Regions from separate parts of the Mus musculus genome. Here regions 2, 3, 4, 5 and 6 are each linked to region 1. The links are chromatin contacts, called in public HiCAR-type and promoter capture Hi-C maps. All regions are on one chromosome and are shown on one strand. Each heading gives the region's core, a stretch centred on a gene start, on an enhancer-like site or on the middle of the called end of the contact. The rest is flanking DNA. Distances are from core to core; before and after follow the strand shown. Region 1 holds the start of Slx4ip (SLX4 interacting protein). Region 2 holds the start of Tmem230 (transmembrane protein 230). Region 3 holds the start of Mcm8 (minichromosome maintenance 8 homologous recombination repair factor). Region 4 holds the start of Macrod2 (mono-ADP ribosylhydrolase 2). Region 5 holds the start of Esf1 (ESF1 nucleolar pre-rRNA processing protein homolog). Region 6 holds the start of Tasp1 (taspase, threonine aspartase 1).

Evidence for each region. Promoter capture Hi-C pulls out the DNA fragments that hold promoters and counts their contacts. HiCAR-type assays count read pairs that join an accessible place to other places.
Region 2: a contact with region 1 is called in a promoter capture Hi-C map of pre-B cells, with 6 times the contacts expected there. The contact joins the promoter of Tmem230 here to the promoter of Slx4ip in region 1. A contact is called at or near these places in 1 of 39 promoter capture datasets (pre-B cells) and 1 of 484 Hi-C or Micro-C datasets (regulatory T cells).
Region 3: a promoter capture Hi-C map of pre-B cells shows a contact between it and region 1, with 3 times the contacts expected there. The contact joins the promoter of Mcm8 here to the promoter of Slx4ip in region 1. A contact is called at or near these places in 1 of 39 promoter capture datasets (pre-B cells) and 1 of 484 Hi-C or Micro-C datasets (pre-B cells).
Region 4: a contact with region 1 is called in a HiCAR-type map of astrocytes, with 4 times the contacts expected there. The contact joins the promoter of Macrod2 here to the promoter of Slx4ip in region 1. A contact is called at or near these places in 1 of 39 promoter capture datasets (liver), 1 of 484 Hi-C or Micro-C datasets (CD4 T cells) and 1 of 115 datasets of contacts at active chromatin or transcription factors (astrocytes).
Region 5: a contact with region 1 is called in a promoter capture Hi-C map of pre-B cells, with 2.7 times the contacts expected there. The contact joins the promoter of Esf1 here to the promoter of Slx4ip in region 1. A contact is called at or near these places in 2 of 39 promoter capture datasets (liver and pre-B cells) and 3 of 484 Hi-C or Micro-C datasets (CD4 T cells, the G1E-ER4 cell line and pre-B cells).
Region 6: a promoter capture Hi-C map of pre-B cells shows a contact between it and region 1. The contact joins the promoter of Tasp1 here to the promoter of Slx4ip in region 1. A contact is called at or near these places in 2 of 39 promoter capture datasets (liver and pre-B cells).

Annotation. Positions count from the first base shown.
Region 1 is chr2:136,889,291-136,894,021 of GRCm38.p6, reverse strand. Slx4ip (SLX4 interacting protein) reads right to left here and starts at 1,854. Exons shown (of 8, transcript NM_028834.3): 1 at 1,661-1,854. Mkks (McKusick-Kaufman syndrome) reads left to right here and starts at 2,616. Exons shown (of 6, transcript NM_021527.2): 1 at 2,616-2,979.
Region 2 is chr2:132,245,725-132,250,455 of GRCm38.p6, reverse strand. It overlaps Tmem230 (transmembrane protein 230), which reads left to right and starts at 2,668. Exons shown (of 4, transcript NM_027478.3): 1 at 2,668-2,883; 2 at 4,382-4,500. The coding sequence starts at 4,402. It overlaps Pcna (proliferating cell nuclear antigen), which reads left to right. Exons shown (of 6, transcript NM_011045.2): 5 at 559-682; 6 at 761-1,170. The coding sequence ends at 840.
Region 3 is chr2:132,813,289-132,818,019 of GRCm38.p6, reverse strand. It overlaps Mcm8 (minichromosome maintenance 8 homologous recombination repair factor), which reads right to left and starts at 1,879. Exons shown (of 19, transcript NM_001291054.1): 1 at 1,555-1,879; 2 at 775-946; 3 at 232-315. The coding sequence starts at 922. It overlaps Trmt6 (tRNA methyltransferase 6), which reads left to right and starts at 1,966. Exons shown (of 11, transcript NM_175113.3): 1 at 1,966-2,216. The coding sequence starts at 2,086.
Region 4 is chr2:140,393,111-140,397,841 of GRCm38.p6, reverse strand. It overlaps Macrod2 (mono-ADP ribosylhydrolase 2), which reads right to left and starts at 2,412. Exons shown (of 19, transcript NM_001013802.3): 1 at 2,121-2,412. The coding sequence starts at 2,166.
Region 5 is chr2:140,167,735-140,172,465 of GRCm38.p6, reverse strand. It overlaps Esf1 (ESF1 nucleolar pre-rRNA processing protein homolog), which reads left to right and starts at 1,908. Exons shown (of 14, transcript NM_001081090.1): 1 at 1,908-1,989; 2 at 4,011-4,694. The coding sequence starts at 4,052. Ndufaf5 (NADH:ubiquinone oxidoreductase complex assembly factor 5) reads right to left here and starts at 1,820. Exons shown (of 11, transcript NM_027093.4): 1 at 1,533-1,820; 2 at 399-439. The coding sequence starts at 1,754.
Region 6 is chr2:140,064,592-140,069,322 of GRCm38.p6, reverse strand. It overlaps Tasp1 (taspase, threonine aspartase 1), which reads left to right and starts at 2,518. Exons shown (of 14, transcript NM_001159640.2): 1 at 2,518-2,569.

The DNA of each region.
Region 1 (4,731 bases), core at 605-3,104:
AATTTATGTGCATGGGGGTGTGACTGTGTGCACCTTTGCACATGTGAGTGTAGGCACCCGCAGACATCAGACACCTCTGAGTTCCCAAGAAGCTGGAGTTACAGGCAATCGTGAACTGCCTGACATAGGTGCTGGGAACTAAACTCAGGTTGTCTAGAACAGCACACAGCTCTTGACTCTGGGCCAGCTCTCCAGCCCATGCCAGGTACTTAGGAAGCACATTGCTTGTATTAACTTAGCTAACTCTCACAGGAGTCCTACCTTACAAGTTAGGAAACTCAAGCACAAGGGTGGGTAACTGTCTTTTAGATCTCAGAGATGGAGCTGGGGTGAAGGAAGTAGGATGTACAGTCAGGGAAGACGTTTCAGAACTGATTTTTTTACCCATCCACACTACATCACTACCCTTAGTAGCACTGTAAAAATTGCAAACAAGCAATATTTCAGTGTAATAATGTTTTCCTACATACTCATAAAACATGAATATCCACAATGGAAACATTCATGTGAGACTCAGTAAAACAAATGGTGTTCATTCTTCTTTCCCACTTAGACTAAGGAAAAGACATATATGGCAAAGTAACAATTACTGGGAAGCTGGTTGACAAGGTAACCAGTCACTGGGACATTGGTTCAACACCCACCCAACCTAATACTCCTCCCTGTCTCCATGGTATTTTAAGTAAAGCCAAGAGGGAAGGTGAAAACCAATCTTACGCCTAACAGCATGAAAACCATGTCTCAAATACCTTAGTGTCATCTATATTCCACATAGTCTCCATTTCTATCTGCAACTGGTCTGAAGTCTGGTTTAGAAGCTTCCCAGGTGACTGTCATGGGCAGCCAAGGTTGAGAACTACTGATTTTCTTTTCTCATACAAGAAGACACAGAAGAAAGCCTGGTGCTACAAAAAGCTAAGGTAAGCCACAGTCCAAAGTTTCCAAGTCACTATTATACTGTGCCCAAGTGCAGCTTCTACTCATTCCAAGAAACATGCTCCCAGAAGATGCTGGGATGGCTGGTCGATGATTACACTGAGCAACAAGGCCATGCTACCTGGACTATTAGCCTTACAATTATGGCTATATACAGTATCCAAGAAATACGAGAAGTGAGAACATGAAGTTGCTTGTCCAGCAGTGCTAAAAAAAAAAACATTAGAACATTATGTTCCTGGTCCCAGCTTTGGATATATCAAAGCAAGTGGATGAAAAGGAGGTTTCGTTTTGTTTTGTTTTGAAGTTTACTTCTATATTTTATAGCACAAAACTAGCTAAGTATTCAACAAATTCAATGAATGAATGAATGAATGGGAAGAATATACAAACACAGCTGATCACATTTTAAAGTCCTCTGGGAGCTATATTCACCTCTATAGATGCAGAAAGCCATACAATTAATGATCAAATTTGCTGTTCCATCCATTTTGCTTTGTTATTCTACGGAAATTCCCTCAACGTTATTGTCCCTTTAAATCTCAGTCTTCCTGAACAGTGGTGTTTAACAATTCTAATGGAAAGAGAAGGAATACCTAAGAGAAAAATTGTGTTAAGTCCCAAAATCCAAAACAAAAATACGTATTGGTATAAGATGGCCAAACAGTTCGGTCCAACTGAGGGAAGAGCTGGGTTATCCGAACGAAGTATCACACGCTCTTACCTACGATGGTGGCGGGAGGTGGGTTCGGGCTGTAATGCTTTGTTACTGTCCGGGGTCACTGGTGGACTAGTATAGTACCTGAACGGGAAAACTCAGACTAAAAAGGCGGCAGACCAAGCTTCAGCAGCTTTGGCTTACTTCCCGTTTCCCAGCGTCCCCTCGCACGTTAGAGAATGCAACCAGCGCCCAAACACAAGATGGCATTATCGACTTCATTCGGTTGGAAGCCACTGCCAGCACCTACGATGGCGCCCGAAGCCCTGGCTAAGGTAATGGGATAGCCGGAAAGAACTGCCCAAACGAAAAATGGCTTCTGTCGATGATATCAACGCTTTATGGAGACCAAAATAAAAATGGCGGCCAAAGCGGATTTTTTTTTTTTTTTTAAGAGGTTGGAAAAGCCACAAATACAATTGGCAGATAATGTATCACTGTACGTCAACGATATGTACTGATGGACAACAACAACAAAAGCCGTGTTTTTCGTATCACAAAACTATAGGGCAAGAGTAGAAAATATTTTTAATGAGGAAGATTAAAAGATACGTTGAAAAATAAAGGTGCCTTTCACGGTGCCAGAGAAAAGCGAAATAAAATATGTTTAAACATAATTTCATAATGCTTCGGGTGGTTCAAAAGAATAAAAGACTTATCTCTGAAGAAAAAAAAAAGAAAGGCAAAGCCAAGGAAATTAACCAACCGGATCCGGCACTGAATTGAAGACTCCCGACTTCTGCCAACCCCGCTCCTAGACTGGGCGGAAGTTTCCTGCATGGCGACAGGCTCTGTCTGCGCATGTTCGCTCTCTGACGTCACTCGGACCGGCAGGGCGGAGCCAGTTTCTACAGCTTAGGGCGTCCTGAGAGAGGTGGGAATTGACAACTGAGTGACAGGGCAAGGCGCCTTGTGATTGGTCAGAACAGAGGAAACGCCACCTAGGACTGGTAACAGCTTCATTCGTTCTACAAATACCTTTCGAGAGAGCAGAGAGCCGCACGCTCTGCCACCTTCTTGGTGCTGTGATGTGATGTGATGTGACCTTTCAATTTTGGTAGCGCGCACAGACAGAATACACGTCTGCCCGTAAGATTTCCGGTGACGGCCGCAGCTTTCCTTTGCGGGAGCTTCACGCAAACCCCGGAAGAGGGGCGGGGGAAGGAGGGGTGGTGCGCGTGAGCATAGAGTTGCGCATGCGCCTTCTTGCCGCGCAGGGCAAAGGTGGTGGCGCTCCGCTGCGTGGTTGGTTGCTGTGCAAGCGCGATTTCTGGTTTCTGGTGGTGAAGGTGGCCTGACCTAGAGGTGCAGCTGCTGGTGGGCAGGTGAGAGGGGCCAGGCCGCTGGTGGAGAAGCCAGCCTGCGGCCTCACCGCGTCCCCGCACGGAAAGGTCGCGAGTGGTTGGGACAAGGGTATTTGGGGGCGGGGATACAGAGGCACCTGGCTACCGGATTGGCCCAAGGACAGCTTTCAAAGTAGCTTCAGAGCGGGGCGGTGGTGGTGCACGCCTTTAATCCCAGCACTTGGGAGGCAGAGGCAGGCGGATTTCTGAGTTGGAGGCCAGCCTGGTCTACACAGTGAGTTCCAGGACAGTCAGAGCTACACAGAGAAACCCTGTCTCGGAAAACAAACAAACTAAACAAAACAACAACAATAAAAACAAAGTAGCTTCAGGATGTGACTATCTGATGATGGATCAGTGTGGGTGAGGAGGAGTGACCAATATCAGGTAGAGTTTGAATAGAGCTTCCTCAAACTCACATGCACAAGAATTGTAACTGAAATGACAGACCCATAATGCCACAGGAACTGGAAATACCTTTAAAATGCACGTTATTTACAGTTGCTGGCATCTTGAGAAAGCAATAAGTTGACACGTTGGGGGAAATGAACAGCCTAAACTACTCAAGGCAAGCAAAAAGACAGTTGTCATTCTGGAGTTTTACTCTCGGGTTGTTAGCCAGTTTCTGAGATTTACATATCTCTCATCATTTCTTGCTTTTTCCCCTTATTCTCTGAACATGACCCAGGCACCTCAGTGGACACAGAGTCTGGTTAGTGTCTGTTGATATCAAACATGCACAACCTGCCATGGAGAGATTACCCCAAATAAGCAACTATGTATAGTTTGGATGTGAGGTGGTCTGGAGGTTTTTCGTTATTGTTATTTACTGGTTTCTAATTAATTTTCTGAAGATAACTAATTTGTAATAGAAGTTAAAGTTGATTGTCATGTTTGCTCAAAATTTCTGGTATTGCCTAACACCTCTGTATATGTAGATTAGGTATCCAGAAGTTCACACATCTGATCACTTGCCAACTCTTTATTAACTGTCCTCAGACAAACATAAGTGCCATCCATTCTGTCTTTGCAGCTTTTCTGTGCTGTAAAAGTTTTCTTATTTCCTTCATTGCTTACCTGGCTTCCACACTTTCACACACACACACACACACACACAAAACCACAAAACCTGTTTCTTGAGAATCTGAAATTTTATTTTATTATTTAATTTAATTTTTTTGTTTCTTTGTTTTTTAGAGAGAGGGTTTCTCTGTGTAGCTCTGGCTGTCCTGGAACTCACTCTGTAGACCAGGCTGGCCTCAAACTCAGAAATCTGCCTGCCTCTGCCTCCCAAGTGCTGGGATTAAAGGCGTGCGCCACCACGCCCAGCTGAATATTTTATTTTCATTTTCTTGTCTAGCATAATGAATTGGAGGCCAGCACAGGTTACATGTGACCCTGCCTCATGGAATCTCAACAACATTTTTTTTTTTAAGGCAAAGGAAAAACACATCCTCCCTTTTCCGGTGATCAAAGCACAGTACCAGTCCTTACCTATCTATCACTGAGTACCAGTCCTTACCTATCTATCACTGAGTCCAGGCTGCGGCAGGAGCGTGTATTGCACAGCAGGTTCTTGATGTGGAACTCATTAGTACTCTTGCCAGTGACTTAGCTGAGACAGTACAGGTGTAAAGAGGATTGAGGGGAGATTTGAAGTCCAGGCGATAGGAATCTACAGTTCATCCCTTTAAGTTATTGCTTTATGACTCAGCCATATTGACCTGGTTTACT
Region 2 (4,731 bases), core at 1,419-3,918, 4.6 Mb after region 1:
GAAAGTGTAAGAATTCGAACATAGATAAACACACAACCCAAGAACTAGTTCTTAACCTTAATCTGCTGAATTATTTCTACTTCCATATCAACTTCAGCTCCTCAGTTCTCAAATACTGACATGTAATTCATCAGTATTTGTCTGATGTGCAAGCATTTCCACAACAAAAGAAATTAAGGAATTTTTCAGTATCCACATGTTCAAGGATTGGGAATTGAATAAAATTGATAATCATACAATGAAGACTGGTTTACTGTCCCTTAGCTTGCATTCAGCTGTTGGTTCTTGTTTTTGGAAGTGGTTATGTGTTATCTTCCTCTCTTCATGCATTCTTTGCAAGAGAAGTATGTACAATCTGAATAGGAACAACTTTCTCCTTTGTTTTGATTGCTTGGGGTGTGGCTCTACAGGATGGGCAAGCTAGACTTTTTTCTTCTTTAGTCAAGGTTTTCATCAACCCTTCCAAAATGATAACTATTTGTTTTGCTTTGTGGTATAATACCGTGATCTAATAGTGTGAGTTTCTGATGTCTACAGTGAGCCTGTTTTCTCCTCTAGGTAACCATAGAGATGAATGAGCCTGTTCACCTAACGTTTGCTCTGAGGTACCTGAACTTTTTCACAAAAGCCACTCCACTGTCTCCTACAGTAACACTCAGTATGTCTGCAGATGTGCCCCTTGGTAAGATGATAAGTTTGAACATTGTTTTGTAATGTGGTATTTATAGTATTCGGTGGTTTAATTTTTCCTGTCTTTCAGTTGTAGAGTATAAAATTGCTGACATGGGACACTTAAAGTATTATTTGGCTCCCAAGATTGAAGATGAGGAAGCATCTTAGGCATTGCTAGAAATTGAGAAAACTAAACCTTTGAAGATTGCTCCTGAGATGCCAGCGTGTCCTGAGGTCTTTTCTGTCACCAAGTTTGTACCTGAGTATTCTTAAATATTAAAATAAAATATGTAGATATCTTCTGTAAATAACCTACTTTCTTTTCTCTCCATTCTCCATAATTTGCTTAAAGAATAAGCTCCAAAGTAAAAACTAGTTTTGTTAACATGAATGTTTCTGCTTTACAAATACTGGTGATTTTCATCAATGATCTTGACGCTAAATGCAGTTTTAAGAAATATTGTTCAATTTAAATAAAGTTAACAATTTGAAAAGTCATAGAGCAGTGCCGCCTTTGTACCATGGCTACTGAATAGTTATACCCTGTTAGGTAAATGGGCTTTTGTTCTCTCTTCCATCGTGGAGATAGCAATAAAAAAATGTTTCTCTTGAGTTTATGTAATTACGTTGTGCAAAGTTTTCTGGTAGCCTTGTTTGGGATGTAGCTCTTTTAAAATACAACTTTAATGGCAGTGCAGGGGGTGGGGTGGATAAATCTCTCCCTAGGCCAACCAGGACTACATACAGTCCATCTTGAGTGAAGCAAAGGCCCAAACTTCGTGGCTACTTGATCCAAGAAGGGTTAAAAAGGCCCTGTGGTTTTGATCATGATATGCTACATAAAACTAAAGAATATTTGAGTATATTTATTGTGTATGTGTGAGGCTCATGTGGGGGTCAGGACAATTTTATAGGAATTGGTATACCCCAGCACCCTGGCTTCCAGGGGTTGAATGAAGTTCTTCAAGCTTGGTGACAAATTATCCTACCTCCCCTCTCAGTTTTTATGTGTGTGTGTCTTTTGCAGGTATGAGTGAGCATGCGTGTGTTAACCTGGTTTGGTGTGGGGAACCATTTTCAGTTCTTGCTATATTTCAGCAGGATCTCAAACCATGGCTAGTATAGAGCCTGTTTGCTCTGTTCCGGGAGGCCACATTTGAAGGCCTTTAAATACTAAGCTCTATCTGTGGACCCCAAGATATTTTTCCTTTGTATTTCATGTTTGACAGTATGTAGACAATACAGCTTTGTTCTGGGAGGTTGTTGGTTAGAGCTCATGCCTAGTAGCTACAACTGTTCAATACTTTGAGCCAATTAAGTGCAGAAGGAAGTAGCCTGCAAATACTGCTCTCAGAGAACTCTGGAGTGGTGGGAATGCTTTATCAAGACGTCACTTTCATGAGGATGAATGTTAGAACTCAGCTGTGTCTGGTAGGTAGGACACTTACCTGGGTAGTGTTTAATAATCAGGTAGTAATAACAAGATTTTGGGGCTGTGAGAACGCTAATTAGTGAGTGGTGACCAGTGTCAGCATAGGGGTGTTTAGGACAGGGCAAGATTCCTGGTGGGTATCCCTTGTCCACCCCTCTGGATACCCAGGACTCTGCTGTGCACCGATGTGGCCATGGGGTCAGGACTGGAACCTCAACAGTTTTGCTGTGAACTCGATCCTGGTGGGTGAGACCCTAAGTACGCGCCCGCCCACCCTATGGAGGTAGCAGGTCCTGGTCACCAGGGCAAAAGCAAGCCGCTACCCGGTTGAGCATGGTGGCATTCGCCATTTGTCCCAGGCAAACCTTATGTTCGAGGCCAGCCTAATCAGCATCCTGAGTTCCAGGACAGCCTGCGCTACGTAAAGAAACGCTACCAAACATAAAACAAGACAGCAATGAAGCCCTCCAGCCATGTGCCCTGGAAGCAAGATTCGATGACACGATTTCCTGGTGACAGCACTTCCGGTGCGCCTCTATCCGCCACGTCACTTCCGCTGGGCTGTCCTTAAGACCGCCCCTTCCGCTTGGCTGTTGAGCGAGCCTTGCGAGCGCGCCTAACGGAGAACGGGGAGCGCAGCGCGGGTAGGGGGCGGGCGCGCGCTCCCGGAAGCCAGCCGCGAGACCTGGCCCTGCCACCGAGGCTGCTTCCCGGAGACAGTTAGTTCACGTTGGCGGCGGCGGAGGGCGACGAGAGGTTGTCCACAGCGCCACGCTTAGGTCCTTGTGGGCCCGGGAGGGTGGGCAGAAATCGTGGTGGGGCCGGTAAAAAGTGTAGCAGAAACTTGGGCTGATAGTTTTTTAAGTTGTCATTTACTATGTGATAACGCCACTCTAGAATCCCTTGCTAAGAAAAACAAATCTTCCCATTTCGTTGTCGTGCTGCAACGTTTTTGTTTTGGTGCGAGTTTATAAGTGGAAAGTACATAACTTTATAACTTGTAATACAAATCAGGCATGGTTTAATGCTTCGAAAATCCTGCTTATTGGTAGCTTCAACTTTTAGATATGAGGAATTAAACATGTTATGGGATGGCAACATCAAAAACCTAGTACCTAAGGTTTAGAAATGTAAATGGATTCCCGTTGCTCCTTTTTAGTACTTCTGAACTAGGATGTAATTAACCAAAACGCAGAAACACTTGACACCAGTTTTTTGCATGCTAGTTACTTAAGGTCGACTGTAATACCAGTGTCTGGCAGCTCATTAAGATCGAAAAAATATCACATGCCATTGTGGAGATTATGTGCAAAACATCACACCAGTGAAGGCCACTTAGTTTTCTTCTTAAAGATGGACTTTTTGCGTTTAGAATTCAAATGCCATTGCAAATAAAATAGTCTGTTTTGTTTACATAATTGTATGACTTTATAAAGAATCCACACATTTCATTTATGGTAGGGGAGAGTGTCTGGTCTTCCTATGTTGCCCAGACTGGCCTCCAACTTCGTATATCCACACCTTTCTTCCCAAGTAGTTGGGATTAGAGTAACCTACTGAAGTACTGAGCTTAAATTTCAAACTTTTAAGATTTAAACGTCATTGCTTTTAAATTTTACCTACTCTCAAATAATTCAGTAGTTATGATTTTTATTATGTCTGTCTGCTTTGAATAGTTTGAGTAAAACGGATTTTTAGATCCGTTTTTTCAGGAGCTACATGATGTGGAATGTAAACTCACTTGTTTCATGCTTGGGATGGGAGCAGAGAGGCAGGTGGCCGTGGATGTCTAGTGTGGTATGGATAGCCAGGGCGTTTCCCACATGGATAAGAATTTGTACATAGAACCGTACCACACCTAGAAGTAGACACGATGCTGATGTGTGTGTCATTCCTTATCCTCCTCCTCCTCCTTTCATGGCAGACAAAAAAGTTATGTGAATTTATGCTCCTGAGGAAAGTTAAGGGGTAGGCAGTACTGTAAGGGAGGGGTTGAAAATGTGAACATTGGACTTTAGAAAATTAGGCCAGAAACATCGGTAGCAGATTGAACAGAGCCTGATTCTTGGTGAAGTGCCTTTGGTGTCTTTCTGTGAAGTCAACCTAGATCCATAAAGGAAGCATGCTTAGTGTGTACAAGAAGTGTCGGGTCACCGTAAGCAGTGAAACGCCTAAGCTACCATGGGTAGCATGTGGCACAGCAGCTCGGAACAGTATCTGACATCCTTTCCTGGGCTGTACTGGGACTGCTGCAGACAACAAGTCTTTCCCTTTCAGACTAGCTGTGTTACTCTGTTATGATGCCGTCTCGTACCAACCTGGCAACTGGACTCCCCAGCAGTAAAGTCAAATATTCAAGGCTTGCCAGCACAGACGATGGCTACATTGACCTTCAGGTAACATAATCAATCAATTAAAAAAATTGGCTACTATCTGGACCAGCAAGAAACAAGCTGATTTCCAAGCTCTTTTGAGCCCCAGCTTGGAGAGGGGATCTTAGCAGGGCAGTTTCAGATATCTGCAGAGTTTTCCATTTCCAGTTTCAGTTGAAGTGCTAAAGCTACATAGTTATAGATTTTATTTGACTCATCCAGAAAATTCTTTGCTGACATCATGAGATGCAGATA
Region 3 (4,731 bases), core at 630-3,129, 4.1 Mb after region 1:
CAGGAATCAGACTGCTGTGTTGAGTCTACCATATACATATCCAATTCCTTGTATGAAATCTTTTGAAACATTCACCAGTTCCTGTTTTCCTGATACATCATATAGCAATAATGCTCAAACAAATGCTTGGAAGAGAGAAAGGCGGCATAGAGCAGGAAGACCAGTGCACAACGGTAACATGAATTGTAGTATCCAAAGATGAATATATAACTTATGGTTCTTAAACTCCACCTTCAGAGAAGTAAAGCTTCCAGCCCTTATACGGGATAAACTGATCCAATGTTGACTGTTGAAGTAACGGTTGTGAGGCTTGTGCTGAAAACGTAGAATACGATGTTAGTAAAAACCAAAGCACTGGCTAGTTTTCCCTCCAACTAGTTTCTCCTTTTACAGGAGTCTATTAATAGACTCCAAATTAGATATTTCAATAAGAATTATAAATATTAACCTTCAGACCTGAAGTCTGAGTTAAACTATCCTGCTATCTACTAGGCATTATTATTAATAGGCATTATCATTATTTCCATTCCTTGTATTTTTTTTTTCTTTTTACATTATGTTGCCTGTGCACACTAGTAGGCCCACACATGCCATAGTGCATATGTGGAGGTCAGAGGGCAGCTTATGGAGTCAGTTTTCTCCTTCCACCATGTAGGTTCCAGGGACCTGAGGGTCCTCACTTGGCAGCAGTCCCCCTTACCTACTCTGGCATCTACCGGCCCTTGAATTGTCTCTTTCCCGAGAGAAAACATATCGATCCCTGCGTGCACGTACCAGAAGCGTGCTTTCCTGAAGCTTCATTCAGGTCAACTCTGTTTTCTCTTTCTCTCCACCTTCCTGAGAAGTTCCCACCACCTCTTCCTCTTTTCCAGCTTTGGAATCTTCCTCGTCCAAAACCTCTGCCTCTATAAGCACCACTCATGTCTTCCACAAGTCAAGAGCACTCCTAAAAAATGTATTAACATAGTAAGGGGGGGATTAATGTACTGTGTTTAAGACCAGCACTTAGGCTTGCAAAGTTCCATGCTGCAGTATAAACCTTATGTGTTGTATAGTTAATTCTTTTAATCTCCATCATGATTAAGGTACACCATAGACATTTATTCAATACCAGTTTTCAACAAACCACCAAGAGAGAAATCAAGGAGTTAACTTGAACCGGTTTTCTGTGTGGAACTAATATTGGGCAGTATTGGCTGAAAATAATCCTCACCAGTACGATACTAGGGAAATAACATAGCCCAATCTTCGCTGTATTACTTTCTGTGGCAGGCTGTCCTAAAACTGTTCCAAAAGAAAGTAACTCCACTTAAAAATTCCTATCCCACAGATACAAACTATTGATAGATTCATACGCTGTGCTGTAATTCATTAGGAGAACCTGTTCTAACCCTAAGAGGTTTTAATAAATAAAAGATTCGCAAGTATGCAAACTAATAATAATCAAGGTTGCTTGTGATAGCCCTGTGATAAAAGCTCAAGTCTTCAGGATCCTCAGGATGAGACATTCCATCGCAACACTACGTTCCACATCGATCCAACAGGATAACATACTGAGAACGGTGGCGATTCCAACATCTACATAGGGAAGCAGCCTGAGAAAAGTCGTACGCAATCCCTGACTCCCCGTCTTCCTCGCGTCCTGCTTTCAGGAGCCCCGGAGCCTGCGACAGAGCCGTAAGCCGTATACACTCTCACGCAGGGCTCCGCGGACACTCCGTCTCCGGAGCCGCCCGGTGCCCGCGTCACTGCGCGCCAGAACGCCAGACGCAGGGCGGGGAAGGCCGAGCACAAGCCCAGAAGGCAAACTCGGACCTCGCTTGAAGTTCTTTTTTGGCGCGTCTATGACGCGCTTCTGCTTAAGGAAGCCACGCGACTAGGGGGCGGGATGAAGTGTAGCCAATCAAAGAGTTCAGAGAGACGGAAGTCGCCAGGCTTCCGGAAGCCGTCCCGAGGTCCGGACCGGAAAGCGGAAGCGGCGTGCAGCACGTGGGGGCGGTGCCGGCGGAGACGCAGGTCCCTCCTGGTCGTGCCGGGCTCCTAGCGGCTGGAGCAAAAACGGAGGTTGAAATTTACCTGGCTTCCATGGAGGCATCAGCTGCGGAGCAGCCGAGCTCACCGCCCCCGCCTCTCGGGGACCACTGCATCCATGACGGTGACTTCGTGGTGCTGAAGCGAGAAGATGTGTTCAAAGCAGTGCAAGTCCAGCGGAGAAAGTGAGTCTGGTTGCTGGCCTTGGGCAGCGCGCACCACCACCCGGATAATCACTCCCTCCTGTGCCCCATTCTTGGCTCTTTGAATCCCGCTCCCCAGCCCTTATTGCTACCACTCAGGTCTTCCTATCACTGAGGCCTTCCCACCGGGATCCTGCCGCATCCTTGGCTTACGGGTACAGTACTCGCCTCTACCTTTCATTCCCCAACTTTCTATTCTACCTTCTGCGCCAAATTCTCTTCCCAAGAATTCCATTCTTGATACTCCCACTCAGGAGGGTGCTTTCCCGAGGATTCTTGGGGGGCGGGGGAAGAGCCTCACTAGTCTTACAGAATTTATCCAACCTTTCACATTCGTATCTCTTATGTCTGACTCTCTTCCCAGCTCCCCACTTTCTTCATAAATCCAACTTCCTCAGTAAGAGAAAAGGGAGATAAGAAAGATCTCTTACACATAGTATGGCTTGCAGGTAGGCAGTCTTATTCTCTGGATCCCAGTGGGAAAAATCTGTCTACTGTAAGAAAAGAGAACTTACTACAAGGTACATGGCCAGCTTAAGCCCAGTATACATACTGGTGCTTGCTGATGGCCCGCTGAAGCAAACACTTTCCTGCCTCCCAAGTGGTGGGATTACAGGTTTGCTTCACCACACTCAGCTTGCTTCATGTTCTGATACAACCATTTGAATGTCCTTTTTATAATGTGTTTTGTTAGATGATCCTTTTTGTTACCAAGGAGACATACTGTATCTTTAGTTCTAAAAGGTACTCTTTTTGTTAATTAGTTTGTTTGATGGGCTACACAGAGAAATCCAGTCTCAAAAAAAAAAAAAAAAACCAACAAAAAAACGACCTAGTATTGTTTTAAGGTGTGTGTGTGTGTGTGTGTGTGTGTGTGTGTGTTTTTGTGGGCTTGAGTATGTGAATTCCTGTGCGCTCAGTGGCCAAATGCTTTGTATTTCCTGGAGTTGGCGTTACAGCCAATTGGGAACCACACAACTTGGGTGCTGGGAACCAAAGTCAGATCCTGTGGAAGAGCAGTAAGTGCTCTCGAGTGCTGGGTCATTTCTCCAGCTCCCTAAAGAGTCAGCTGTAAGCTCTTTTTACTATCCCTGTTCTTAGGAAGCCACGATCCTAATTTTTTGTTTTATTTAGAAAATGACCCACTGAACCCAGCTGCATCCCAAGCCGGACTCCCTATCACCAAAGAGATCATGGCTCTCTGCCACTCTTAATCGTTCCCAGGAAACAGGCAGCTTCATTATTTATCAGATCGCCTCCCACACTTTCCGGCCTGTCAGTTTGGATGCTTGCCCCCCAGGCCCCCACCACACACACCTTTGCACATAAGATAGGCTGGCAGAGGCGTAAAGTGTTTCATTAACACCAACATGATTCAAGGATGAGGATAAGAGGTACAAAATAGATGTTAGTTACTGGAAATCCAGCAAAGAGTAAGAATTAGGAGTCAGGAGCACCTCCAGAGGACATGTAGTTCAAGTGGCATTTGATGAATGAGGGGAGATGACTCAAAGGGTAGAGCTCTTAACCACATAAGCATGAGGTGCTATGGTACATATCTGTAATCCCAGCGTTCTTACAGCAGGATGGAGGCACACACAGGAGACTCTATAGAAGTTTGAGACTGCTTGCCTGACATATATAACAGTGAACAAGAGAGATCTTGCCGGGCTGGAGAGATGGCTCGGTGGTTAAGAGCATTGATTGCTCTTCCGAAGGTCCTGAGTTCAAGTCCCAGCAACCACATGGTGGCTCACAACCATCCGTAATGAGATCTGACACCCTCTACTGGTGTGTCTGAAGACAGCTACAGTGTACTTAGATATAATAACAAATCTTTGGACAAGAGCGAGCAGGGCTGGAGTGAGCGGGATTGCAGCAAGCAAAGGTCCTAAATTCAATTCCCAGCAACCACATGATGGTTCACAGCTATCTGTACAGCTACAGCTTACTCATACACATTAAATAAATAAACAAATAATAAATAAATAAGAGAGAGACAGAGACAGACATAGACACACCTTGTCTCATAGAAAGATGGAAGGCAGGAACCAGTATCTGAGTTGATCTTTTGACTTCCATATGCATGCTGTGGTACCCAAACACTAACATGTGCACATGCCCACACAAAAGATGAAAGTAGTTAACCGTTTTTTAAGGATATGATATACAAAGATATGGTGGGATAGAGAACTGAAAAAGGAAAGATGAAAAGAGTGATGCAGGGCACAAGCAGAGTTTACCAGGTCAGGACAGGTCTCAGAATTCAGAATTCTGTGCGTGTGAGCTGGGCTCTGAAGCTTCCTTAGGTACAAAGCTTTTCTTTACGTCAGCCATGCCATGTATGTAGAAAGTATCTGCAGACCTGTATGAATCCTGCAACTTTAACTCCTCACACAAACATGTATACAATTGTCATTGTGTGTTATGTTTTTCTGTCGAGTCGATACACATCAGTTCACCTCAGAAATGGAACCCACAACAGACCAAAGAAATG
Region 4 (4,731 bases), core at 1,163-3,662, 3.5 Mb before region 1:
CCAGCCTTAGTGCATCTTCATATGTCAAGACTGGTTAATATTAATGGGAGGTCTCCCCTTTTCTGAAAAGTAGGAGTCATGAGTGGAAAGAAAGGGGAAAAGGACTGTGGGGAGAGAATGTAGGAGAAACTTTGGTTAGTACCTTAATTAATTAATTAATTGAAAAGACTTGGTTATATTTTTCCTATAAAAGAAACAAAAGGCAAAAACAGTAAGATACTGAAAATTCTTAAATGTCTGCTTATCACAATCTATGTGTATAGATGTTACTTTAGGAGCAGTTTGTCTAATATAGTAAAAACAGTTCTTAGGTAGTCACTATAATTTCAATGGTTCATGTTACCAAGTACAATGTAAATTGATTTTACACTATATTTTACTACCATCAATGATGCAAAGCTGGAGAGATGGCTCAGCAGTTACAAACACTAGCTTAACTAGTTAAGAACACTTCCAGAGGTCCTGAGTTCAATTCCCAGCAACCACATGGAAGCCCATCTATAATGGGATCTGATGCCCTCTTCTAGCAAACAGGTGTGCATGCAGATAGAACACGGATTAAATAAACAAATAAATAAATAAATAACTTTTCCGATGCTCACATTAGTGTGTTCAATTTAAATTGCTACTACAAAAGCTAAGCACTAATAAAACGTCTCACTAGTTCACGTACCTGGCTCTTTCCTGATCTGTTTGCTTGTTTAGTTTTCCCCAGCACCAGGTGTAGGGGCTCACTGAGGTCAGCATGTGCTCTACCTGTGAGCTATGTCCCAGCCCTGCAGTCAAGCTCTCAAGCTAAAGAGTATTTGTTCTGTGACACTTTGACTTTTAGTTCTCTCAGCACTCACACTCATTGAAACAATGACACTAAAGCGAATCTTTCAATATTTAAAGGATACTTTAACTGCGCTACTCGACCATATTCATACTTCCCTGCAGTTGATTTGAATACTCCCTCCTCGATACTTTTTTTTCATAAAGCAGGCACTACTTAGAGAATTGTTTCTAATTCTCACTTTTAAGTCCATTGTTTGGTCAAAAGGTTCACAAAGGACAGAGACTTGCAACAAAAATGTTTAACAAGCTATCAGCAAGAAAATCAACTTTCAACTGAGTTACCCCCTTTAGCCCCGTTCCGTAAGAAGACAGTCCTGAGGAAATGGTACACCCTTGCTCCATCTTTTATATGCAAATTTGGTGCAAGTTGGTAGTAGCAATGCAAATAGTTTTTCTGAAATTGGGGTCGGAGGTTGAGGTAAGAAAACAGGTTAAAAGAGAAGAAAGAAAAAGATGAAGAAAAATATGCCAGAGAATCAAGCATTACATCACAATATGACCTATGAAACTGAGATGAGACAGACAGGAGGAGAAAAAGAACTTATCGCACAGTTCTATTTCTTAAAGGAATCCGTGCCGCTGTCAATCTAACGGATTTGGATAAGCCTCGATGTGCACAAAACTCAGGGATGGAAGGGTTCATTCACAGAGTGCTCGCTGTCTTACTCCGTGCGACTTCACACTATGAATGAGGATGCAACAGAGAACCACATTGCCGAGGAAAGCCCATTCAGACTTCTCCGAGGGCACTTATTCTCTCCGACAAGATGCTCCTTTTGGGTTCCAAATTTCAAAAGTCACACTGCAGCTGAGCATAGCGGGGACCCCAGCCACTTTGGGATGTCAGGAGGACAGAGGCTGGGACCGGAGGAAGGCAGGTGCGGGTGCAGATGCTCCCCAGGCTCAGCAACTGCAGCCAGAGCGACACCGGCCGGCCGGCACCGGTCCGCGGGACACCCGGCGGGAGGTACAAAGTGCCAGCTGGGGTCCTGACCAACTTGTACCCTAGCCCGGGGGCGCGCGCCTGCCGGGAGGCGAGCACGCGGGGTAGGAGGTGACCCGGCGCCCGGAGGGGTGTGCGCCCACAAGTGCGCGAGCCGCAGGTGCCCGGGCGGCGCGTGGCCGGTGGCGTGCGCGCGCGTGGACGCGGCCGCGGGCAGGAGCGGCACCGGCCGAGAGAGAGAGGGCGCGAGGAGGCTGCGGGCGGAGGGCGTCGCGCCGCCCCGCCGGGCCCCCGCCCCCACCCACCCGCCGCCCGTCCCCGGGGTCGCGGGGCCGGTTACCTTTCTCCTCTCTCCACACCTTTTTCTTCTTGTTGCTGGGGTACATGCTGCCGTGGGGGTGGCTGGCTTTAAGCTGCAAGTTCCCCAGGCTCACGGGCAAACAGGGTGTGTGGAGTGTGGGGGGTGGATGGAGGGGACACTCGGGAGGGAAAAGTGCAAAGGCTCTGCGTCCCGCGCCGCTAGCCGCTGGCCCGTCGCCGCCCTCCTCCCTCGACCCGCCCGCTCTGCCAGGCGGCCGCCGCCACAGCAGCACCTCAGAGCCTGTCAACTAGGTCACGCCTCGCGCTAACCTAACACCCGCGCAGGCCCCGCCTCCCGGCAGCCAGGCAGCGCCGCCGCCCATTGGCTGCTCCGCCCGCCGCTCTCCCGGCTCTAGCCAAGGCGCGCCCCTACTTCAGCCTCAGGGCGCAGGCGCAGGCGCAGGCTTGGGCTCGACGCCGAGGACGTTGGGGAGCTGGAAGGGGCGGGGCCAGAGCTCGAGGAGCGGGGAGGCTGCTTCACGACGGAGGCGGGGCGTGCAGCCACCGCCTGCGGGGAGCGGGAGGAGCAGGGCCTGAGGGCGTGGCCTGCCAGCAGGTGTGCCTGATGACCCAGACCCCGCTGACAATGATGAGAGTCTAGGGGACTGTAGAATGAAGAAGAGGTCACCCGTCCTAGAAGTTGTAACCGCCTCGTCTGAACAGGTTTTACCTGACGCTTTCCTCTCGGTGGACAAATAGAACCAAAAGAAAAGATCCAGACCGTGTGCAACCCGCTGCTCAATCGTGGGTTAGAGATTTAGTTAGAATTCTGTGAAGTTTCAAAAGCTTCACAGTACACAGGGCCAACTCGAGAGTTTTAAGATCTGGTGACCAAAATGTATGAGAACCAAGTCCCACATCAAAGTAAATCCAACTAGTGCCTGGTTGTCTTTTATTCCTGATTGACTTCAAAACAACTTCTCATCCAAAGATCTAGCTCCATCCTAGGTAGTTCTCTCATGATTCAGGAAATCCAATTGCCAGAGAATCTACCTCAAGAGCAGTGACCTAGAACATAGAACTTTTGCACCCTCTTCTTTGCACCCCAAACTTATCTCTCCACGAAGCTGGCTTAGTGGATTTGGGAAACTCACATCTATTCATCAATTTAGGATCAATATAGTTATATGCATTGGCAAATAACTTTAGGGAACACGGTTTGTTCGTTTGTTTGTTTTTTAGAGTGGGTCTTTTGTAGCTCAGGCTTGCCACAATTTAGGGATTCTCGTGCCTCAACCTTAAACTGCCTTCCACCAAAGAGAAGTAAAACGCATTAAAATAATAATAATAATAATAATAATAATGACAATGACAATGACAAAGAAAAGGGAAAAGAGAGACCAAGCTGAGAATTGTAAAGAATGGAAGAATGTTTGAGTAATGAGACTTAAAAATGAATTCACAACATCATAAAACAGTAATATTTATTTTGACATTTTTCTTTGGGATTTTTCTTTAAATGCTATCAAATACATAAAACATTATTTTTGTTGGGAGAAAAAAGCTTCAAGAAGGAAGCCTTTGAAATCACACTGATAATGAAATAAGAAGGGCTTTGACTCATGTAGAATCCAGATAAAATGGCAATGGGGTAGACTTTGGGAGGAAAGATGACGAAGTTCTCATGGATGGTCAAGGCAGTGTTAACATTAACCAAGAGGTGTGGTTTGACACATGGAGGATGTCCCTCAAAGGACCAAGCATCCAAAGCTTTCTTCCTGAATGTGCCACAATTCCAAGGTGGTGAGACCTTTAAGAAGTAGGTCCTAGGGATGTCACTGAGGCCTGTTTCCAAAGAGAATTATGAGAGTCTTGTTTGTGCTTCTCTGCTTTCTAGCTTGACATGTAACATTCCATCCATGATGTGGCACCATCACCAGAGACTCATACTAATGGGGCCACCTAGTCTTGGACTTGAGCCTCCAGGACCATATGGCAAAATGGGGGTACCTTTATTTCCTAAGTAGCCTGCCTTGGGTATTTCATGATGTCATTATGAGCCAGATCAGCATCTAAAGATCATATTTCATTCAGGAAAAATTTGACTTATTTAAAAGTCCTCAACGTTAGGTGTCTGCCAGAGAGTGCTTCCTACCAGGTAGCTCTTCCTCAGGGAGGCTGCACACCAGCCTAGGGTCCTTCCACCATGTCCTTCCACCATGCTGCACTGTTAACATCTCATGTCAGCTCAAAGGCTTTTATTGTGTTGAGCCAATGATATTTACGAAGTAATGGTTTAAGTACTTAGTGGTAATTATTATAATAATAAAAAGTATCATTCCAAAAAGGTTAAACTGTCTCTCAAACATTCCGGAAATGTTCAGCTCTCAAAACAGTTCATGATTCTTCCCCTCCATTTGATCTCCTTGGAGTGCTCCTGTCTGGATACCTTTGTTGCACGCTCAGGTAAGCAGTGTGAAAAGCCAAGCGCCACCCAGGTCCTTCTCGTGCCTTCGTGTTCATATCGAATCTGCTCAATTTTACCTTGTGGATTAGTCTGCAATGCTCTAGTTTCCAACAGAAATGCTGTCTGGATCACCCTGAGCCACTAGAGAAACTTCCTCACCAGCCTCGCTGTTCACTTCTGACCT
Region 5 (4,731 bases), core at 659-3,158, 3.3 Mb before region 1:
GGCAGAGGCAGGAGGAGTGCCTCCTGGGCTACATAGTGAGACCCTATCTCAAAAATCTAAAAAGAAAGATGTTTACAGTGAGTTAAATCTCTAATCCTGCCAATACATTTCTCATACTCAACTACTCCACGTAGCAAACTCACATCACTTAATTTCCAGTCTTCATTCAACATCAGATTTTGTTCTTAACCAGGACTGGAGAAGCAGGTCTATAGTCTCAGATACTTAAGAACCTAAGAAAGGTGGGCTGTCCAAGCCTAGTTCAAGGTATAGCTTAGGAGTTAGAGCAAGTTGTCTGTTTTGGGAAAAAGACAGAGAGACAGACTGGGAGAGGGGAGCATGGGAGAAAGGAGCAGGGAGAAGGAGAGACTGCATCTCACTGAAATAGCATCTCCTACCTGGCTATGTCATAAACACGGTCTGCAATCCGACTTCCAACCTGGAAAATTTCAAGAGTCAATGGGTTAAATACACCAAGCAGGCTTAACAGAAAAGTAACTTTTTTTCCTAAGATTCAACATATGTTTCAAAACAGAAGTGTTTCCTTCTATCCCATTTGCTATTGTCCCACAGCAACTTCCTTTACAAATACTTTATTTTTTTATTATGGAAATAATAAAATACCCTGAAAACAAACGGAAGCAAATTACTTTAGAAGCAAATTTAATGAAATCAAAATTAACGATCTCCTTGGTGTGGCAGTTTATGTCTATAGTCCTTCGATTCAGGAGTAAGCAGGATTACCACAAGTCTGAGGCCAGTCTGGAATACACGGTGACTATGAGTTCCAAACCAGGATATATTAAAAAGACCCTTGTCTCGGAAACTCAAACCCAACATCAACATCGGGAGGCTGAGGCAGGTGGATTTCTATGAATTCGAGGTCAGGCTGGTATATATTACATAATAAATTAAGACAGCCAATGCTTGCAAATTAGTAAACACCAAGTCTGGAAAAGTATAGACGACCATCTCCTAAACACAACATAAAAGAAATCGTATGGTAAGTACCACCCTTCCCCGGACTGGCGTCATCCGGGATGCAGTCAACTATCCACACCTTGTACTCAGTCTCTTACAAGCTTTTCTTGAACAGAATGGAAGGACTTATTGAAGGCCTCTACACGTCCTTTTGGCCTTAGGAGTTTTGCACTTTTCCTTTTCCTAGGAGACTCGTCCCATCTCTCATCTCGGCTCAACTAATCTCTCACTTTTCGCCATAACAGCCATTCTTGACCACCGCAGTCACCAATACCGCTATCTCACTTTTTCTTCACCTTCCTTTTGCTGCAATTACATTCCCTGTCTATGTGTCTCCTACTCACTCCTAAATGATCTTGCTTTTCCCTGGAACTCAAGCAGTGTTTGCAAAGCGAATGAATGATTGCCCCGCATGCTATCGGAGCCTCTCGTGCTTCCCGGAAAATCAGAAAGGCTCTAGAGAGTGAAGCTTCTCAAGGTCACACAGTCGGGTGGGTGGGTCCGCCCTACCCGGCTCCACGCCTCCCTCCGTCGCAGCCCCACAGTCTCACCTCCTCCTTCAGGTAGTCAAATTTCATGGGGTCGGGCTGCCGGGCGGCCCAATTCTTCTGCTTCCTCTTCAATTCCCTGTCGAAGATGTTTAGGGCTCTGGGCGAGGTGCTGCCCGAAGGAGGGACACCAGAAGCGACCTCCCTGCGACTGCCGCTCGATGCAGAGACCGCTGGCCGGCCAAGCAGTGGGCAGAGGCGCAAAAGAACGACCTTTCGCAGCATCTTCAGCCCGGGCGCCACAGCAGGGCATGGTTTCTATTAGGCGCATGCGCCAACGGGACTACGACTAGCGCAGTTCCAAGGCGGAAGGTTGAAGTAGTTTGGCCCAGCTCGCGTGCCGTTAAGACGGAGCGTCTCGCGGAGGATTGTGGGAGTGCGCTCCATGTGAACTCAGACTGGGATCTGAGAAGAGTGGTGGGAAACTGTGCGGTCGCCCGTCGGGCTCTCCTTGGGATTTGTGAGTAGCCCCTATAGTCCGGTCCCTTTCTGGCCTCATTGTTCTCTTCAGAGCTGCTTCTCGAGAGAGACAGAGAACGCAGCCGAGTAACTTGCCCCGAAAGTTTGTGAGGTGGGAAGATGGTTCGGGACGAGCTGACCTGGAGCTCCCAGGCCAGAGGGTGGGTGGACTTGAGGGAGACCGGGAAGCGTTTCAAGTGCTGTCCAGTTGCTTTCGCTCCTCTGAACATCCCATGTTCGCCGTGGGCTTCCATTTCCAACATTCACACGCACTGCAGTTGGTTGAGGTGGTAGCTGTGTCGTACAGCTGTTCCAGGTGTTGTAGTATCTCTCTCTCTCTCTCTCTCTCTATTAGAATGTAAAGGGTTCTGAAGTAAAGCAACACTGTAATTCCAGTATTGAGGCCGAGAGACAGAAGTGATTGCAGTTCAAGGCTAGGCTAGCCTGTTGTGATGGCGTACAGTCTGTCGCAGGAGTGAGGGGCGTAAATACTGTCTTGTTTGGTCAGTCAGCTTTTATTCATACAGAAACTTCTGACTTTTTTGCAAAGTTGAAATCTGGAGAAATCCAACCACCAGGGACGCTTTACAAAGGAACATTAGGCATACAAACTTCTGTGAGCGTTTTTGTGTGTTTATAGCCTATCTAGGCCTTAGTCACTTTGAGAATAAAATGTTATAAAAAAGCGACATTTGGGACTGGATAGATTGCTCAGTGGTTAAGTGCACTGGCTGCTGGTCTTCAGTGGACCTAGGTTAAATTTCCAGCATCCACTTGATGGCTGACTATTGTCCAGTCAGTAAAACCAGTTCCAGGGGCTCAGAAGACCTCTTCAGGCGTCCATGGGCAGGAGGCACAGAAGTGATATGCAGACACACATGAATACTTAACACCCATACACATGGAAAAATTTATTAAGAAGAACGTGACAATTGTTAACTGTAGTTTGAGACTAATTTGGGTCTTGATAGAAACTAGGATTTATAGAAATAACACTAAGGTAAATCTGATTTGATTTTTTTTTAAATGCCCCTCATTAGTTAAGAGACAGCTTTGTAAAACCAAAAGCTTATGCAATTATGAAGTAAACATTAACAAAGAGAATGAAACAAGACTATGAAAACCCAATTAGACCAGCTGAGATTTCAGAATCTTTTGTTTTTGTCTTCCTGTGTCTGTTGCATCTGTAGATGATTACATCAGCCCACATACCCATGCACGTGTGTGCTCATATGTTTGGAAGGGTGCTTGTATATGGAGCCAGAGGTGATGGCTAGTGTCTTCCTCAATTGCTCTCCACTTTTTTTTTTTTTTTTAAGCAGAACCTCTCATTGGAACCTGAAGCTCCTCAAGTAAGCTAAGTTGGATGATTAGGGAGTGAGTCCTCTTGTCTCTGGGATTACAGGCATTCAGGGTTTGTTTGTTTGTTTGTTTGTTTGTTTTATGTGTGTGTGTTCTGGAGTATCAAATCCATGTTGTATTTGTATTACAAGCGCTTCGCTGATTCAGCCTTCTCCCCAGCATCTGTCTTTGGTTTCTTGAAACAATCTCACTAGGTAACCCAGACTGACCACCAATTCCCTATGAAACTATCTAAGATCTGGCCTCATAATAAGCATGATTCTGCCTTCAGAATCTTGGTTTTACGTGTGTGGCTCTATGCACCAAGAATAATCTTTTAATTGATGGCAAGTACAAGCTAGAACTATAAAAATTCTGAGGGCAGTCAGCTACTAAACATTGCCCTCCTCAAAACCCTAGGTTTATAAAACCTTGGTTTACAAGTTTATTTCAAGTGATCTGTAAGGGAAGGATTATATTTTGCTATGCCTTTATTTTTTATGTTTGACCCAGAATAGTTTGGGTAGGTGAAATTAAATTTAAGTTGTCTTAATGTTGTGTATTTAGAGAGAGAGTGAGAATGAGAATGCATACATACACAATGAACAAATGTGGTTTTAAAAAATATTTTAATTATTAACCATTCATCATTGTAATATTTATCTATTTATTTATTTTTAGTATTTGGTTTCTCTGGATATTTCTTCATTAAGACTTTAAAAATGTCATCCAAACAAGAAATAATGGATGACCAGCGGTTCAGGCGGGTTTCAAAGGATCCCAGATTTTGGGAAATGCCAGAAAAGGAACGAAAAGTCAAAATTGACAAGAGGTTTCGAGCCATGTTCCATGATAAAAAGTTTAAATTGAACTATGCTGTTGATAAAAGAGGTCGTCCTATCAGTCACAGCACTACAGAAGACTTGAAGCGCTTCTATGACCTTTCAGACTCTGATTCTGATCTCTCTGATGAAGAAAGCAAAATACTCAGTCAGAAGAAAGCGAAGCAGAAAAAAAAACAGACCAAAAAAGAAGCAAAGTCAATTGAAAAGCCGATTGAAGAGAAAAAAAAAGAAACCAAGAAAACTGACCAAAAGGATTCTATAAATAAACATGACTTAAATAATTCTGAAAGAGTTCAGAAAATGAAAAACTCACAGAAACCTCAGAAGATAGATTCAGAAATAAGTCCCAAGAAGGATAATGAAGAATTTCTACAAAATAAAAAAAAGAAAAGGGGTACCACTGACCTTAGTGTAGAAGCTTTGCCCAAAGGAAAGCTAAGGACCAAAGATTCCAGTACCTCTGAAATGGTGAAATCTTCAACAATGAGTTCTTCTAAGGCAAAGAGAGAAAAGCAATCAGGTTGGTTGGCAGTACTGATTCTCTTATATTACACTAC
Region 6 (4,731 bases), core at 1,269-3,768, 3.2 Mb before region 1:
ACTCACTTTGTAGAGTAGGCTGGTCTTGAACTCAGAAATCCGCCTGTCTCTGCCTCCCATGTGCTGGGATTAAAGGCATGCGCCACCACCGCCTGGCACACACAACAATTTTTAATCCTCATTTTACAAATGTGGAAATTAAATAGTAGGAAGATAAAGCAAATCGTTCAATGTTTTAGTTAAGTGGTAGAACACAGATATATAAACACTGATTCTTCTGTTTCTAGAATCCTTGCTGTTAACTTCTACTTTATGGCTACCATTCACTAACTAAACCATTAAGAATTTTTTTTTTTTTTTTTTCCTTCTGGGCTGGAGTGATGGCTCAGCAATTAAGAGCACTGACTGCTCTTCCAGAGGTCCTGAGTTCAATTCCCAGCAACCACTTGGTGGCTCACAACCATCTGTAATGGGATCTGATGCCCTCTTCTAGTATGTCTGAAGACAGCAACAGTGTATTCATATACATTAAATGAAAAAAAATCTGGCCGGGCGTGGTGGCGCATGCCTTTAATCCCAGCACTTGGGAGGCAGAGGCAGGCGGATTTCTTAGTTCGAGGCCAGCCTGGTCTGCAGAGTGAGTTCCAGGACAGCCAGGGCTACACAGAGAAACCCTGTCTCGAAAAACAAAAACAAAACAAAAAACAAAATCTGAAAAAAAGTTCTAAAGAATTTTTTTCCTTACTGTTCTCTACATTCCCTTTCAAATCTTATGTGCTGCTTACACAGATAAATTTCATAACTGTCTCTTAATTTTTACCCATAAAAGAAAATTATTAAGAAGATATCTTAAACAATATAAGAATTATTAATTATGTGTTTGGGATTACCAGCAGATGAATTTTTTTTTCAATTCACATATTTTAATCTAGGGATGACAGGATAAAAATCACTAAACTCCTCATCCTCAAACTGCCTTCTTGCACTTCGTTCTTGATCATCTAAAAGCCCCGTTATTGGTTGCTCTCCTCTTCTGGGGCGTCGGGCTTATCACCCTTCCTGCTCCACCGCTAAGATTAAACCAAGAAATTCCACAATCCAGTAATGCTTTAGGTGCGTTACATTTACCCAAAGGGCTTGTTAAAAGACCAGCCTTTAGGGAGGCAGAGAGATAAGCGGATATGAGTTTGAGGCCAGCCTGGTCTACAAAGTGAGTTCCAGGACCACTAGGGCTATACAGAGAAACACTGTCTCGGAAAAAACAAAACAAAACAAAACAACAAACATTCATTTAGGTGGATTCTAAGAATTTGCATTTTTAAGTAAGAGTTTAGGTAATTCTAAACTGCTGGTCTGAGACCTCACATAGGATACATGTGAAAATACATGCTGAAACATCTCATCTAAAAATCCAAAACCTCAGCTGCTCCCACACTGTGCACAAAACTATTTAAAAATGCGTTACAAAATTACCTTTAGTCTCTGTGTATAAGGTCTGCATGAAATACAGCTGAGTATTTTTGCAACTGGAGTCTCATCCACTGCTTTGGTTTGGGACCAGGGACAAGGGACTGAGGCGCATATTTTACATACCAAAGCACACCTGAACTTCAGTTTCACTCAGCATCCCTCAGTCCCTTCTTGGCGAACCCTGCCCCAACCCTGAACTTTCCAGTCCAGCGGCCGAGCTGCCCTTCCCCCAGAGGCTCTTCCCTCTATAATCAAGATATTTTGGTCTCCCTTGTTTTCCTTCTCTTCTCTCACCTCCAATGCTCCCCTGGCCTCAATCCTTGGGGCCAGTGAACTCCCCTGAAAGCAACTTCCCAATATTCTGCCTTTAATATAATCTTAATTGGTTTGAATTGGCTCATTTCACCGTTGGAGAAATAACCTATCACCCAGGACGTTTTATTATGTATAAGCAAGTATTTCAAAATTTGAAGAAAAGAAAATTCCCAAATACTTCTCAAGTATCTCAGACGACTGATACCTAACCTGCAGTGTTCTATTCCTTCTAATCTCTGCTCCCCACAAACAGGCTGTCAAACCATTCTTGATACTAGTTACAAGGATTGCTACTGGCTCTTGGTCTTTGATCTTGGACAGTTAAAGACTAACTACCTTTTCTGACTCCCACTTAAACAAAACCTAGGTTGAATCCTGCTTTTCCATAGGGGTCAAGGCTACATGGATGAGGGAAGGGTTCTTCTGCAACGCCCTCATCAATGATGGCTACTATTTTCATAACGTGCAACCCGCTCGTCAGTCAACTTCGTGGGTAACAGGTAGACACATCCTCAAAGCTAATTACCGAGCACAATGAAAGCAAGGTGGGCAACGGCGATTGTATAGCTATGACAACAAACAAACCCCCAATAGGCCAATAAATACATATTTTAAAAAACCCTCAGATATCAGAAGCCAGAAATAACCGCGGAGTGTCTCAGCTCAAACGCTTAAAGAGAGAGACGCTATAGCCTAGGCGATTAGGACTCAGGCTCGCGGGGCGTCTGCTTCCGGCCACGTGTGCACGTCGACCAATGGAAAGGCTTTACGCCACTCCCGCTTCCTCACCCTGGCAACGGGCGAACGACTACTTCCTGTGTGTGAGTGCTCTGCGCTGACGCGGGTGAGTGTCCCTCGTTCTGACGCTGTCCGCGTCGCCGCTGCCTAGCCTCGGTCTCCGTATGGTCCGGCAGGCCCGCGTGGCGTCCTCACGCCACCGCTCGGGACGGCTCTCACGGCGCCACCTGTCCGGCCCGGCGCAGGGCCCCACGGATTCCCCGGCCCGGAGTTGTGGTCACGCGTGGGGGCCGCCAGTTCCCTTGGCTGCGGAGTTCTCGGAGCTCTTCGCGCGCTGTGCAGTCCCAGGCTACAGGGAACTCACGTGTCCCAGGTCCACAGCGGGCCCGGGATGTGTCACAGACAGATGTCGCGGTGGGGTCAGAGCTTCCCTGAGTCTGTTAGAGCCCGGGTTAGCGTCCCGAGGGACATGTAGCATCCAGTCAGTGTAGAGGTGGCTAGGACTGAGTCAGTGAAGATGCTGGAGAGGCGGGCGAGTAGCTGTAAACTGGAGGTGTTTTGAAGTAGAAGGCATAGGGATTCCTCCGAGTTCAACTTAATTATACCGAGGAGAGGAAGGGAAGGTTTATTGGGGGCCATTGAACCAAGACCTTTCTTTGAATAACAAGCTAAGGGAGTTTATCTTACGCACTCAGGCGTTTGGTTATTAGAAGCAGTGGCCGTGGTTATTAGAAAATGCTTGGGAATTGCAGAACAAGAGATTAACATAGTTGCCGCCACTAAGGATTTTGTGCTTTATAATTTCTTAGGTGTTGTAGATGTCACCGACAAGTGTATGTGTATAATATGGTTAAAACTAGAAATTGCAGTTTTGTATATGTTGCATTCATTGCACGGATAGATTGGTTTTGCCTTTTTTTGGGGGAGGGGAGAGGGTTATTTTAGTTTATGTGTGTGACTGCTTGCATCATAATGTCTGCACCGCGAGCATGGGCATATCCGTGCAGGCCAGTAGAGGGCATCTGGGGGAATCAAGGATGGATGTAAGCCAGCGAGTGGTGCTAGGAACTTACTCAGGTCCGCTAGAAGCAAGTGCTCTTTATTGCCGAGCTGTCTTTCCAACCCTGGTTATTTTATTTTTTTTCTTATTGAGGTGTAATCAACACAGTACCAAAATCCTCTTAAATTGTAAGCTTCTCTCTCCCCCTCTCTCATTTTAAGGATTCAAAAGTTGTATGTATGTCGTTGCTGTCTAGTTCCAGACCAATTTTTATCACCTTCCCCAGATATCTTGTGCCCAGTACAGTTACTTACCCTTCTCCAGTTTCCCCCAACTTCTGATCCATGGTTTAGTATGTATCTTTCTGTTTTGTACGGTTTAAGTAAATAGAAGTATGTAACAGGTGTCCTTTTGTGTCTAGCTTCTTTCAGTGAGCATAATGTTTTCAAGATTTGTCCATAGCTATGTAATAATGCCTCATTCCTTTGTGTTTATGTTACCCCCCCCCCCATTGATTCTGGGGATGGACCCGCACACATGCTGGGTGAGCATCCTACCACTGATGGATGTACCTCCCCCGTTCCTTTTTATGGATATGCAGTTGGATTGTTTGGTCCTTCGGGTTATTTTGGAATAATTCTGTACACATCATATTTGTAACTTTTTGTGTGGATATTTGATTTTAGTTTTATATTTGATCTTTTTGTTTTTTTGGTTATGTATATAGAAGTGGAACTTCTGGGTGGTTATGTTTGGAGAACTCAACAGACACTTTCCAGAATGATCACAGCACATTGAATCCTGCAGATAAGAAAGGTCTTCATCTCCAGACACCTGTTTTGATTATATGCGTCTTATAGTGGTACTAGGGAAATAGTGTCTCACTATTGTTTTGATTTTTATGATGAATAATCTTAAGCATCTATCTTTGTATTTATAAAACATTACATAGTTTTGGAGAAATATTTAAGTTGTTTGACTAGATATTTTAAATTTTATTTTATGTGGATGCATGTTTTGCCTGCATATATGTCTGTGTACCACATTCTTGCCTGTTATCAACAGAGGCCAGAAGATGGCATCAGGTCTCCTGGGATAGGACTTAAGAAGGTTGTGATCTGCCATGTGGGCGCTGGGAATCAAGAGCAGCCAGTTAGTGCTCTTAATCACTAAGCCATCTCTCCAGCCCTAGGTGGCTTTTATTTTTATTTTATTTTATTTTTTTTTGAGATGGGTCTTACTGTGGCCTGGAAATTCACTGTGTAGAC